3 separate regions of the Danio rerio genome follow, and regions 1 and 3 are each linked to region 2. A link is a contact called in public HiCAR-type and HiChIP or PLAC-seq data. All regions are on one chromosome and are shown on one strand. The core of a region is the stretch at or near the end of the contact, and the rest is flanking DNA. Distances in the headings are between cores, read along the strand shown. Region 1 overlaps LOC141376146 (a long non-coding RNA gene). Region 2 holds the start of creb1b (cAMP responsive element binding protein 1b). Region 3 holds the start of LOC100537744.

Evidence for each region. HiCAR-type assays count read pairs that join an accessible place to other places. HiChIP or PLAC-seq counts read pairs in DNA pulled down with a chosen protein or histone mark.
Region 1: an H3K4me3 HiChIP or PLAC-seq map of embryo shows a contact between it and region 2, with 7 times the contacts expected there. The contact joins the enhancer-like site here to the promoter of creb1b in region 2. A contact is called at or near these places in 4 of 18 Hi-C or Micro-C datasets (caudal fin, embryo and hematopoietic stem cells) and 3 of 4 datasets of contacts at active chromatin or transcription factors (caudal fin, embryo and pancreas).
Region 3: a contact with region 2 is called in a HiCAR-type map of caudal fin, with 7 times the contacts expected there. The contact joins the promoter of LOC100537744 here to the promoter of creb1b in region 2. A contact is called at or near these places in 7 of 18 Hi-C or Micro-C datasets (caudal fin, embryo, fibroblasts and 2 more) and 2 of 4 datasets of contacts at active chromatin or transcription factors (caudal fin and gastrula embryo).

The regions. Positions count from the first base shown.
Region 1 is chr9:30,329,803-30,334,529 of GRCz12tu, forward strand. All of the region lies in intron 2 of LOC141376146 (a long non-coding RNA gene), which reads left to right. Among named protein-coding and RNA genes, the nearest start is that of zgc:162396, 28 kb to the right of the region's middle. Within about 2 kb of position 3,184, at least 4 of the 62 cell types and tissues checked have an H3K27ac peak or open chromatin away from gene starts, as enhancers often do.
Region 2 is chr9:29,946,687-29,951,682 of GRCz12tu, forward strand. creb1b (cAMP responsive element binding protein 1b) reads right to left here and starts at 1,828. Exons shown (of 7, transcript NM_001017818.1): 1 at 1,714-1,828.
Region 3 is chr9:30,357,966-30,362,797 of GRCz12tu, forward strand. It overlaps LOC100537744, which reads right to left and starts at 1,943. Exons shown (of 8, transcript XM_073912777.1): 1 at 1,109-1,943; 2 at 72-308. The coding sequence starts at 1,169. It overlaps zgc:162396, which reads left to right and starts at 2,602. Exons shown (of 6, transcript NM_001044782.2): 1 at 2,602-2,840; 2 at 3,440-3,600; 3 at 4,146-4,359; 4 at 4,542-4,642. The coding sequence starts at 2,730.

The DNA.
Region 1 (4,727 bases), core at 1,934-4,433, 380 kb after region 2:
GCCAAACATTTTGCAGTCATTGAACCGTAAAACAACTCTAAACAAAGTAAAGCTAGTGCAGTGGAGATTGGAGAACAACCAACAATTTCTTACTTACTATTTGACATTAAACTAACAGGAACAAAATAGCTGTTTTATATTCTAATGCACAGTATTAAAAAACTTGGGTGACACTTTTCAATGTTGTTACGAATTATGATGCATTAATATGTAAACTAAACATTGCTTTATTATGAACTAATGATGAGTTAAGGTGCGGACTAATCATGAACTAACTTTAACTACAACATGATTCACAAAATATCATTTGTAAATAACGGCTACCTGAATTTTTTGTTGGTACATGTTGTTAATTAATGTACTAATTAAAGAATTGATTAACTTTTAAGTTTAAGCTTAATGTAATCAGCATGAACTCATGAGCTGTTAATGTATAGTTATGTCATGACTTTAGAGGGGCACATCAGCATGAACTCATCCTTAGCTACTCATCAACTACTGTGTTTGAACTGTTCATGTTGATGTTGACAGAACACTTTTCTATTGTTTTTCAGTGTAAACGCACTAGTTGGGCGTACATAAGGAGTTCATGAGTAGTCAAGGATGGGTTAATGAAAAGTAAAGTCATGATATAATTATATACTAACATACCATGAGTTCATGATGGTTAAATTAAGCATAAACTAATGTGGTAATTAATACACTAATTAGCAAACAATCATGTACTAACAAGTAATTAAGGCAGCCGTTAAAGTCAGTTCAATTGTTTAGTTGACATTAGCACATCATTATTCATGCCCTGTTATTGTAAAGTGTTACCAAAACTTAAATGAGATATCTAAAAAACACTGATCAGTATAAGAGAACTAACAGATTTAAAAAGTAATTGGTGTCAATTTGGCATCTGGTGGTAATTTTTTTAATTACCAGAACAGTTGCTATATTTAATAGGCAGTTAATTTTCCAGTTTACACTAGCTTTGTTTTTATTTACCTATCTTTATGATATAAAAAACGGTTGATGGAAATGCCAAGATGTGCATAGATATTGAAAATGGGCATAAAAAACGTGCATAACTGAGTAGGATAAACTTTTATTTTATAAGAAAAGATGTGCATAAACTACGATGGAAACACTTTTACCAAACAAATTCCAGTATGTGCATTAAAATAGTCATGTGATATTGTTATAAGAGATCATGTGATGATAAAAATGTGTGTGAATGGGCAAACCACCAGGCTGAGCACATCATAAAACATCTAAAATGCTGTTTCGGTCATTCTAAAATGCCAGTGTTATAATATTATTAATGACCTCCAGACTTGTCAACAGCATCTGCGTCTGATACTTTAAAATGCCACCACACGTTCATTGCGTGTCGGCATACTGCTTCTAAGGCACAAGTTATTTAATAGCATCTCCTAAATTCTGTTTTTACTTTTGATATTTGGCACCAGTTAATGAGGAAGTGACAATTTTGTTCTCTTTGACTACTTTTATGGAAATGCTGCTTTAGTCACATGTCTTATATGTGATATTCCAGTTATGCAAATTATTTAATTCACATTTTCGGATGGAAACATAGCTACTGACTTTGATAAGATAGTGAGCTGCTCCAGTGACAAAAGCCTTGTGACAGTAGGTTGTCCATGAAGCCCAAAGGGATGATCCTTTCAGCCATACAGTAGCACAAAATGTTTGTTGTAACAAATCTGTAATTTTATATTTCATTTTTATTTCTATAGCGCTTCTTACGATCTAGATTGTGTGAAAGCAGTTTAACATAAACAAATTGTGGAGCATTCTAGCTAATGTGGGATTAATTAATTACAAATGTGGGAGAAGACAGGATAATGCTGAGAATCTCAATTTCTTTCCATACCGATTCTGCATAACTTCCAATGAAGGGTCAATATGACCTTTTTAAATTTTATACGGTTCCTTTTACAGCATAAATGTTGTAATGTAATTAAAATATAATCAGTTAAATAGACTTCAGCATTCATTTAGTTGTTGATGAAAAGCTGTTTACATGCACATGCCCTCCAAAATTAACAGGCTAGAGCAGAAACTCCATTGAAAATACTGAAATGAAATAAATAAAGACACGTTGTGGGAAAATGTCATTTAATGCAGTGATTATTGTGCAATCTGAGACCCCCTTTATATTGTATATCAATCAGGCAGTGGAGATTATTGTTCTTTAAAATAACATTCCTGAAACGTGCCAATCGTTTGACAGGTTACTGCAAAATTAAAAGTCCTTCTGCATAAACCCTATGGGAAATTGGTTCAGCACTGCAGCTGGAATTGCTTGCAGGTTTAGTTCTGGACAGGGTAAGGATCTAGCATACAGAATCTCCGTATTTAAGAGAATTTTGACCGAAAGTTCACTCTGATTAAACCTCTCATCGACAGAAATAAGGAAAAGACTTGTTTTCATTTATTTAGATCCTATGGGGAAAACATTGTCAAATTGGGGACAGAGCCAAAGTGTGTAAAAGTGAAAGGTGTAATGTTTTAGGGGTGTTTTTTTTTTTTTTTTTTTTTTTGCAGCAGGAGTTGGGCCATTTATACAGATACATGGCAAAGAGAATGAAAAATTTTATTAGAAGCTACTTCAGCAACTTTTTGTTCCTTCCCTGATTCATCACCCAATAAAAGCAGTTCCTTAAGGCTGACAACATTATGAAATTATGATTTGGCCAAAAATTATGAAATGGCCAGCCAGGATCCTGAGCTAAACCTGAATAAATCTCTGCAAAATCATTGGCAACAAAGTTATGGCTAAGATAACCACTACAGTCAGCAAATTGTAGAAGAGACTAAAAAAGAGCTGGCGACATAAAGAGCCCACCTCAGGGCTCCTAACTTGCCATTGCTCTGTGCACCCTTTCCCACCACTTACAACACTTCTGTTTGAAAGGCTAGTGATGTCCTGTGAGAGACCGATGATGTTCTGGGAGAGACTAGTGTCCTGTGAGAAACTGATGATATTCTGTGAGAGAGTAGTGTCCTGTGAGAAAAAGATGATGTTCTGTGAGATACTAGTGATGTCTTGTGAGAGACTAGTGTCCTGTAAGAGAATGATGTCCTGTGAGAGACAAGTGATGTCCTGAGAGACTAGTGTCCTGTGAGAGACAGATGATGTTCTGTGAGAGACTAGTGATGTCCTGTTGCTGTAGATGTGCTGAAGTAATTTAAAGCTTCTACATCTCCTACTAATCTCTGACGGTTGTAACCTTTTTTACAGGGGTTGACGAATGGCTTTGGTTATTTTGTAAAACACTGCTTTACTAATGTGGTATAGCCACAACTAAATATTACATTACTTTGGGGACAAGAGGTGTTTAAATTGTTTAATTTTGAAGCTGTGAAAAAGTACAAGTACAGTATTCACATCAGTTTTATATGTAACGTGTATGCAAAATCCCTCTCAAAGATTATCAGAACTGAGGCACATTTGAAATAATTGATGACCATATGCAAATATTTTTCATAAGGGCTGGATAAAGAGGGAAGTGAACTCATTAAATTAAAATTAAAGTGCAAATGTGGAAGATGAGGGGTGACTCTAAAATTAGCACAGGATTTTCTGTCCAGCGCTTTATCTGTGCAATGAATGAACCTTTGTCGCCGCAAGAGAATTCGTAATAGAGCAAACTAAAATTGAGGAAAGCAATATTAACAGTAGACTTGGTTACGCTCATCATAATCAGTCTCACACACCTCTCATTTTGGCTCTAATTAGTTAAAATAGCTCCATTATGGTTTAATAAATATCTATGTTAATATCTAGTGTCAGTATGTGTGACTTCAGGATGTGAGCTCAGGTTTTGTAAGGACAAAATATGTGTTCAGACTCACTGTAGTGCTTTTAATGTATGTTTATTCAATCATTTTCTTTACGGCTTTGTCTCTTTAATAATCAGGGATTGCCACAGCAGAATGAACCGCCAACTTATCCAGCATATGTTTTATGCAGCGGATGCCCTTCCAGCCGCAACCCATCTCTGGGATACACTAACACACTCTCATTCACAGTGCTGTCGCCTCACAGATAGAAGGTCGCTGGTTCAAGCCTCGGCTAGGTCAGTTGGCATTTCTGTGTGGAGTTTGCATGTTTTCCCAGCGTTTGCATGGGTTTCCTCCAGGTGCTCCAGTTTCTCTTAGTGAGGGTTTAGGTGTGCTTTGCACTCACACAAGTGTACCGTGCCAAAGCCCAAGTGAACCGTGCCCGATTCAGAGCGCTCACACTTCTCAAACGATCCGGGAAACAGGCCTGGCCACGGTTTGGATAGCATAGTGTGAGTATGCCCTTAGACTTTATTGCAATCTTTAGCTCAATGGACAGTGAATTTACTGAATAACACAAGACATTCAAAAGTAGCAAAAACCTTTCTTTATAATCTATATACACCATGTATAGCTCTGGGCTTAGAAAGTTCTCAAAATATAATTTTATCCTACATTTTTAAAGGAAAATTAAGCTGTAGGTTATATAGGTGGCTATTAAGTGCAACGCTTCTCTATAAAAAAAGTTGAAAAAACAGCAACAAGTTCTGAAAGAGATCAAACCTCAGCTAGGTAAGGAAAAGTACTTCAAAAGTAATATAACACATACTTTGCATAAAAAGGAAGACAATTAGTTACTTTTTTGTGGGAGTAACTCAATATTGTAATGCACTACTTTCAAAAGTCACTTTCCCCAATACCACCTTACTAAT
Region 2 (4,996 bases), core at 578-3,077:
TAAATTACCTTAAAAAGAGATATTTATATTTCACTCCTACAAAATCATCCCACTTAATCTAAAGTAAAAGCTTTTCAAATAGAGCCATTTAAGTCAGAGCCAGAGCTTTATTTTTATCCACTTGCAATTTCTTGGAAAAAAGTTAATTAAAAAATAAAAAATTATATATATATATATATATATATATATATATATACACACACACACAATTTTACTAGATGACTCAAGTTTGCAAAGCCTTTAGGTTAATTGGGATGATTTTGTAGAGGAGTGACGTATAAATATATTTATGCAAGTTATTATATGCATATACGAAACAACCTACAGTTGTAAATAAACACAATGAAGCAAATATCAAAGTAAAATAGACAGTGTTTTATATATCACGAGCTAACCTGCATCATGATTGTAAATCCTATTTAATACATTTACACATGAAACAACATACCAACAATGTCCCACCAGTTCCCTAAATAAAATGTACCATCACAAATAGCAATGTGAGCAACAGACTCAAAACCTATCACACAAATATCACATCAAAAATTATTATTAGTATAATTGTTTTTCTATCCCTGGTAAGATTACACTTAACTTTGAAAAATATAAAATACATAAAGTATATAATGGTACAATATCAAAAATCATCAAATAATGCTAAGTGGGTGTATTAATGATCAAATATGTACAAAAATGTAATGTATTGTACATTCTCATTGGGTGTGAAACAAAGACCAATAGCAGAATCTTGAAATAGAAAAGATGAGGAGAGGGAGCGAGCTCCAGCATGGCAGAAAGCGTGAACAGACAGTAATGTGATCTCATGACGCTCATAGTCTATCTGTGGTTTGATTGGTCATGCATAGTTCTCCCTCTACTTTTCAAATCCTATTTTCTGCCAGACAGATTATTCACGGAAACGTGTAGCTGCTGTACATTCGTAAATCTTGACATCTAAAAACGAGCATGCATCTAAAATTAAACCTACTGATGTAAAAAAAAAACAAAAAAATAACGCGGTTTAGTTATTTCAAAAACACTGTTGGCAAACCAGAAGAAATGCTTTAACATGCATCATCTAAATAGCATGTATTGAAATCGGCTGGTGCAACTTAATGTAAAACATGCAACAATTTAGCATTTCTTTATTAGCCATCTGAAATGTTCAGATATTAAAAAGTTTGCTATACTTTTATATAACCACATCTAACGTTATTTGCTTTAGGGTGCTCGTTTAAAAACGTGCATAATGAAACTTCAATAATAACTCAGCCCAGGAGGACTGCAATATAATCAGGGCGTGTCCAATAAATCGCACAATGAATCAACGATATTAGAGAAGATTAAATCATTGCTGAATGATATAACGTTAAGAGTATTACATCCTGAATTCACCTAGCAGCACACATTTTTGAAACCAGGGCGTGAAACAATTTAACAAGAAAGGGGAAAACCCACATATATGATCTGTACAGATGCATAAAGAAAACCAGGGGTGTTGTGCATCCATATTTCTTTGCATTTTAAACGATCAACCATGCATCAAGATTTCCCACCCTGGGTTTGAGTTGGTCTCCCGTTTTGCCTCCCCTCCCTCTCCATGCAACAACTACAGCCGCCATGATCTCTTTGTTTCCAACGGGCCGAACCCAAACCAGACTCTTATGCCATTCTGGACGAGCCCTTTCCCTCCGGACACTTGTCTCCTCTTACCGATACAGACTCCTTCCGTCACTCTCGAGCCCTCGGAGCTCCACTTTTATTCAGGCCGACACGTAAGAGACCGCGTCAGGCTACACCTCCGTCGCGTCACCGAGAACAACAACACAGAGAACGAGACGAAAATCCGATCATCAACCCCACTGCACTGGGCGAAAGCGACCGAGAGTGGGCCGGAAATAGCCGAGTGGTGACGGATATAAACGAAGTGACGCCGAAGCCGAACGAAATGGCGCGAACGCGATTTCCTGGTGATAGTTTGCCAACGAGCATCTCTCTCGCTTTCTCTTTCTTGATGAAACCGTTTATTTTATTACGCCCTGTGGAAGATGGACATTAACATAACGAAACTAACATTTTGGTTAATTAAAAAAAAATTTGTCCTTGTTGTCTACCTCATCTGTTAAATATAGGCCTACTTTATATTAACCGTGGGTGAGGATAAAAGACGTAGTACAAATATTTATGTAGTGGCATTTCCCCCTTGTTCCTTACTAGTGTTTTATTAGTAAATAATTTGGCAAATATGTATTTTACAAGCTAAACATACAAAATCAAGGCAGGGCACTTGACAATTAGGAATTCGCTCTCATCAAAATTGGATGATCAGGTCAGTGACAGGATTCTGAGATTAATGTAAAGGACATGAAGCTGTCATAATAAATAAGACAATGTTCGCAATTGTTGTTAAATTATGTTTGTGATCTGTTCAAGAAACAAAATATATATGAAGCTTTTAGATTTTTTTTTCTTTCGAACATTTTTTTTGTTCCTCCTTATCAATCATATTTGCAACATGATTTGGCTTATCTTGGACAGCCTTCGATTGGGAAAATATGCATTGAGAGACTTTATAAGTTTAATGACAACAAAGATGGAATATAGGCTACAATGTTTGTGTACACACACACACACACACACACACACACACACACACACACACACACACACACACACACACACACACACACCTTACTAGGCGTGGAAGAATAACCGTTTTCAAGGTATACCGAGGATTGGAAAAGTCGAGGTTTTAAATGCGCCAAAATGTTCTGTAATAACGCTCATAAGGTATGTGTCAATTTTTTTTTTATTTACATTTTTTTGTTTGTTTTTAGGACAGCAGTATCTCCAGAAGAAAATATATCCAAAGATGCCATTTTAAATTGTAAAGAAATCTGTGTTTTTGAAACAAATGAATAAACACCCACACCCACACTTACGCACACACACTCATACTGCCCACACACTCAGTCTCTATTTCATACTTAAACACACAATCACTCACAAAAAAAAATGTTAAAATTGTGTTTAGCATGCATAAATATGGCAAGTATATACTTTTTAAGGCCATGAAAACTCCAGCCTTTTTCATGTGCTAGATTACGAAGTGACCTGTCTTAAAAAATACTAATAGGTGTGGCATGGATTGATTTTCTCGATAATGTTTATATAATGCTTTCTTGGTTAGGAAACATCTTAGGGATTTCCAAACAGTCTAATTTGTGGTTCTAATTAGTTAGACATTGAAAAAGAGAGCTGAAGTCCAAATCGAAAAAGTATCACAGATTACCTGAATTTATGTTTTAGTAAATTTTGTTTATATTTTGAAATGTAATTTCTACAGTATAGGTTTTCAACCAATAAAAAGCTACTTTTATTTAGTTAAATTATGGTAACCACAAATTAACCATGCTTTGCTACAATGTAGTTTAACCATGGTATTTAAATTTGTAACTCATGATACACCTATTTGCTTAATGAAGATGTATTGAAGTTCACTAGCTGCAACCCGTAAGCTATATGGTTATGTTATCCAGCAGTGAGTTTTAGTTGTTAACTGTGTATTGGCAATCCATCATATGCAAAACAAAACCATCGTGTTCATCAATTAATAATTAATTCAACATAAATTTTCAAGACAAAGACAAATCACCCTATTATTAGCACTAGTCGACGCTGGCTTTCCTATCTGAATTGAACATGCTAAATTCGCAAACATACCTCATTATAAATGGAGAGGAATACCATGATAGTCAGTTTTGGTAAATTGCAATTATTACCATGCTCTTACTAAATAAATCCATTATGTGAAGCATGCATTTAGAAATGGATCACAAAAAATTCCAGTCTTTTCTTCTGCCACCGAATGGGGCATGAAATGCAGTGGCTCCTGGAGCCATAGTGCAGAACGAGTAAATATATTAAATATTTAAAATATGGGGACAAAAAAAAGGTCTCCCAGCAGACTCCATATTAATGTTTTATTTAACACTCCCTTCTAGGCCTATGGATTTAGTGCCTTTACAGACATTAGCTCCGAGTTGTCTGTTAAGGCAATGTATTATTTTATTCTTGATTAAGTACATGAAAGTAAAACATAACCTTTAAAACTGCAAATTTTAAATTGATTTCAATAGAGAAATTAAGTAATCTTAGCTCATTGCAATGTATACAAATCAAGTTTTAATAGTGTTAACAATGTTTGAACATGGCGTGGATTTAATTACTGGATTTTTAAATAAATGGAGGATTAGATGTTTTTAGTGGGAAAACAAACATGGGGCTATTCGGCTAAAAATAATCATCAGAAAAATAAATCCTGGTGCAAATATTGCTCTTTTATAAAGTTAATTTCCAACACTGCAGGTGCTCATTGTATACACAGTATATAGACAATATACAGCACACTAAGCTCTGTTTACAATATATGCAATAAACCTGTAGTGTATACAATAGCTTTTGACACAAGACTAGTGGTCATTTTGACTTGTGAATCTCCTGAAGTTTTAGGCCTTATCTTACAAGTAGGAGAAATTAGAGACCGGACACTATATATTTAAAACAAACAATATTAAACCAGATACAATTTAAAGAACCTAATGTACGAATATTATCTGTACATGTATTTTTCTCAACACATGTACATGATATCCTGGACCACAAAACCAACCAATAAGGCTACTTTTTTTTTTTTTTTTAATTTTACTTAATCTGAAAGCTTCAGTATATTTTCCTATGTTTGTTTGGATGGACTTGTCTCAGATACAATTATTTGATAAACTGGAATCTGAGGGCTCAAAAAATGTTAATATTGATGTAGAACTTTTTAAATTTATCAATTTCCCTTTGGGATGAATAAAGTATCTATGCATCTAAATTGTCCAGATTAAGAATCAAACGAAGCAATTTACTAATTAAAAATTAAGTTTTGATATATTTACACAATGAAATTGACGGAATATCTTCATTGAACATTATCTTTTCGCTTAACATC
Region 3 (4,832 bases), core at 693-3,192, 410 kb after region 2:
ATATGGGAGTGGAAACACAAAAACATGAAAGAATATTATTATTTAGTCATACTACAAAAAAGAATATTTACGTGTTTTGACAGTAAGCGTGTGATTTGTAATAGTTTGTATTTTTCCATCTTTATTCAGTCGGCAGTAATATTCGCCTGTATTGTGTTCATCTGCTGTGTGTAAGATGATGTAGGCAGAGTTGTTGTATATCAGAGTCGTGTTGGATGTTGGTTTTCCTTCTTTTGTCCACTGCAGTGTTGAGAATTCAGACAGAAGAGAGACATCACAGCGCAAACACACATCAGAGCCAGGAGAGACTTTAGAGAAATGAAATAAAACCAACAATGAGAAATTGTATAAAACTTTATTACATTTAAAATAATGAAAAGTGATATTATTGTTTTTATTATTTTATCAGAACACTTTGAACTGATGTAAATTCTTTATATGAAAAACAATTAGTTTTAACAGTTCAACATCAAACCTTGCTGAACAAAATCCAAACACACCAAGTAAATTAGCTGAGGACTTTGCACAAATACATTTTGTATTTATCAGCCTTTCTAAGCATTAGGATAAACAGACACATGCATGCGCGCGCACACACACAAACACACATACACACAAATATATATTTTTTGTTTTATAAATAGATACAATATTACAGTAGAAAGAAAAAACTTAATCAACCTTCATCTTTGGTCTTGACTGCTTGCCTTGGTAGATACACTGTATTGGTTAAAAAAAACTATTAGAAAGTACAGTATATTGAATTATTACAGCAACTGACTGATGAAAGATTAAAATTGTTATTTTGGTGGTTGGTTTGGATTAATCAGTGACATTTACAGTACTGGCATGATTGTTGTTTCCATATAAAATGTTCATTTAAAAATAAATATTGCAGTAATCTGGCTAGATTTATGTACAGCAAATCAAAAATCTAATTAAAGCACGGAGCATTGTTAAAGTTAAATGTTCTGGTTTAGATAACTCAGATTTTCCTGTAGCTAACCATACCTCAGTTTACAGACAGAATACACCCACTAATCAGTAAAATAATACAAAATTAAGAAAATAAATATTGTTTATTTAGAATCTGGTTAGTAACACTCACCTAGTTGAGAGCTGTAACAAAATCCACTTAAAAACATTAATATCAAAATTGTGAAGTACATGGTGTTTTCTGTCTTTTTTAGAAAGAGGAAGTGCAGAGAAAGAGGAAGTAAAAAATATATTTTCCTTTCTTCTTTTTTTAAAAAGATGGACACAAGTGTGTTAGCTTTTCTTGCAAAGAGGAAACGTGTTTTGAAACAATGATGTGCAAATTTACAATTATATAATTTTTGAATGACTGCATCTACTGAAATATCTATTTATTACAAGTATATACTGTAATGTTTTTAAAAGGGATTAAGCCGAAAAGGAAATGAATGAATAAATGAATGCTTTTAATAATCAAGACAGATGTTAAACACAACATACAGTACTGACATTGTAGACTATTTGCTTAAGATAAGGTATTTATCAGCAGCATCATTTTATATTTGAAAACAGATTAACTGAAAATGGCACATAAAACATTTCACATAGCAAAGTTAAACTTAGATTAAGTAAGATCACAGTTATGTTTGTGTCTTTTAAATGTCTCATTGTGTTTTTTCTTCACACTTGCAGGGCTAGAATTGCTTAGGGCTCCCAAATCACTAAATCCGCCCCTGTATGTACGGATTAAATGCATTTATCTATTTTAATTTATTCATTCATGTATATAGACTTTTTTTATCATATGGAAGTTGTTTGGTCGATTTATTTTTTTTAACATTGTACGAATGTATGATTCCTGGGGATTAATTTGGATCTATTTTGTGTTATAAAGGGCTAAAAATGTGTAAATACTGCCCTCTGCTGGCTATGTTTCAACAAGAAAAAAGTATGTTTTATTGCGCGACCTACTTGAAAAAAAAAAAAAAACGTTTTAACATTTTTTTACAACATATTATACTCAAGTGCATGAAGGTATTTTCATTCTGAACAAACGGTTTGTTTTATATTTGTTTTATTTCACCATCATAAAAAACACATGTAACGTTAGCGTAAAAAAACAAGTAGCTTCCCACTTTAATTTCACAAACAGTGAATGAAAATAAAAACGTCAAACGAGACTATTTAAACTGAATTATGGTAGTAAAAAAAGTAAAATAATATGCAATAAAAAAAACGTTTTGAACTCTCGCGACAACTCGTGAATGACACTGGGAAAAGTAAACATAAAATATGGCGACTTCCGTAACTGCAAATCTTATTACAGTTCATATTTTGTTGTTTAATAACTTTGCCCAGTGGATGCCCGAGTCTCTTCAGAGAGCAGCGTTGATGAAGTGACATACGTCTGTCTGTAAACGGACAAATCTAAAGAAACGATTCGCATGAACATTAACTACAACGTAAATGAATCGACTCTTGAAACGCCTACTGTATTGTTATACTGCACGACAGAAGTAGTAGTAGTATGGGGTAGTACTGTAGTATGCTATTCAGAATAGCTTAAGCCACCTACCCACGTCATTCTCGATTATGACCAAAACCATGACTTAGCAGTCGTTTTGTTCCCACCCATTTGACATGAACTCGTATTCGTGTTTCGCCTCTTCAGTATCCAGTAATAATTAACTCTGCAGAAGTGCAGAATTAACTTTACTCTGAATGTTCGTCTAAAGACTTGCCGTTAAAGAAAAATGACTGAACGAATGTTTGAAGAGAAACAACATGCCTCCCTCTATCAACAATATCGATTCGCACCACCGGATGAGCTGAAGGAGCTTATTCTTCAGTATCTGGACAAAAAGGTAAGATCAGCCGCGAGGTTTTGTTCGAGGTTTTGTGTGCACGACAGCTGAATCAGTACGTTTATTAAGGCCCTTCCAAAATATGAATCGCCTACATTATATAGTTAAATAATCTACATGTTATGCATCTTGGTAAAATAATAGGGCTAAACTTAATTTACATTAATAATTATAATAATTCTTGTGCTTTTGATAATAAACATTCTTCGACCCATCCTAACGATGACATTAATTTAATAATTAACGTTAATTATTACAATTTTAAAGTTGCTTTAATTCTTGAAAAGAATGTGGTGTTTTTTTTTTTTTTTTGAAGGGATAGTTCATCTTAAAATAAAAAAATTGACTTAAGTGCCCTCAAGCAAAGATTTATAGTTTTGCATATTTTAAATAGTTATTTATTATTATTATTATTTTTTTTTTGCTGTACATTTTCGCTTCATTAATGTTTTTTTTTTCTTACAGTCGTTTTCATTTCAGTAATTCTAGTTTAACAGAATTAAACTAGAGTTAACGGAACATTTTTACTTAAGTAATTTACATTTGATCTTTTAAATTGTCTCAAATATAATATTCATTGATTAAAACAATTTTCACAGAAAGGAAAGCCCCATCAGCTGGCTGTGGATTTAGGCTGCGGGACAGGGCAAACCTCTCGCCCTCTGACACCATACTTTCAGCAGGTGGTGGGCATTGATGTCAGTGAATCACAGGTGGAGGAGGCGAGAGCAGTGCAGGGCTTCCCTAATCTCACCTACAGGTCAGTAGTGCATGCTTCTACTCTTAAATAAATACAATTTAGTAGCCCTTGATATTTGGTAAAGGTAATTTACGTTAGTTGATTATAGATTAAAATACAAAAAGAATGCCTTTGCAACGATACGCTGTTGAACATCTAACTGTTGCCCATGCTAAAAAAATGAATCAACAAAAAATGACAGTGGTATGAAAACAACAAATAAGAAAGCATTTGATCATAGTTATTCGGAAATGTTTGCACAAGCTCTGCAATTCACCAACATCATGTGTAAACAATATTATTTTTATTTTAATTATAGTCTTCTGTTACAGTAGTTTAATTATCAAGGTACATACAGTCTTTGACACTGAGTAGTTTTCAAAACTCCTTGGTGTTTTTAGCACCATGTGTTGTTGTTTATGCATAGCTGAAGGAATGCTTATGTAAAGCTTATGAAATAGCATACTTTAATACTTATCTTGAAAATAGAAAACAAAATGTGATTGTGTATTATAGTGCGAACAGATTACTCTTGTCTACTCACTATTATATTTATTAATGGACAGAGTAGGCACAGCAGAGGAGCTTCCCTTCCCAGATGCTTCAGTGGATCTGCTGACAGCTGCGTCTGCTGCTCATTGGTTTGATGCTGAACGTTTCGTCAAGGAGGCCCAGCGTGTCCTGAAACCTCATGGATGCTTGGCTCTCTTTGGCTATAATGACAGTATGAAAATACACCATGAGTCCTGTGGAGATCAACTTAATATCATATATGAGGAAGTATGTATATGTAGATATATATAAATTAAATAAAAATATATACATGAACATGTTTAATAATGATTAAAAAATAAAACTGTTTAATATGTGAATACAAAACCTTCATATTACTGAATGCATGTCTATCTGATATGTGCTCAGAGTGGTTATAACTGCTATCTCACATTAATTTATTCTAATAGCTGAAGCAAGAACTTCAGCCCTACACAAGCACTAAGGTAACTGGGGCTAGTACTAAGCTAAAGGACCTGTTTGAAGTCATACCCTTTCCAGATAAAGAGAGGTAAACCAGTGCACAACACACTTGGTGAATAATTAATTTGGTGTCAATAAGCCTGTACAGAAATATGCTTGTCACATTTAATTTTCTATAGATTTATTTGAGTATGTGTTGTATTTAATCATTAACAAATTACATTTCACACATTTTGTTTTAACCCTTTAAGTTGCTGTCCAACAGACAGCTCCTATTC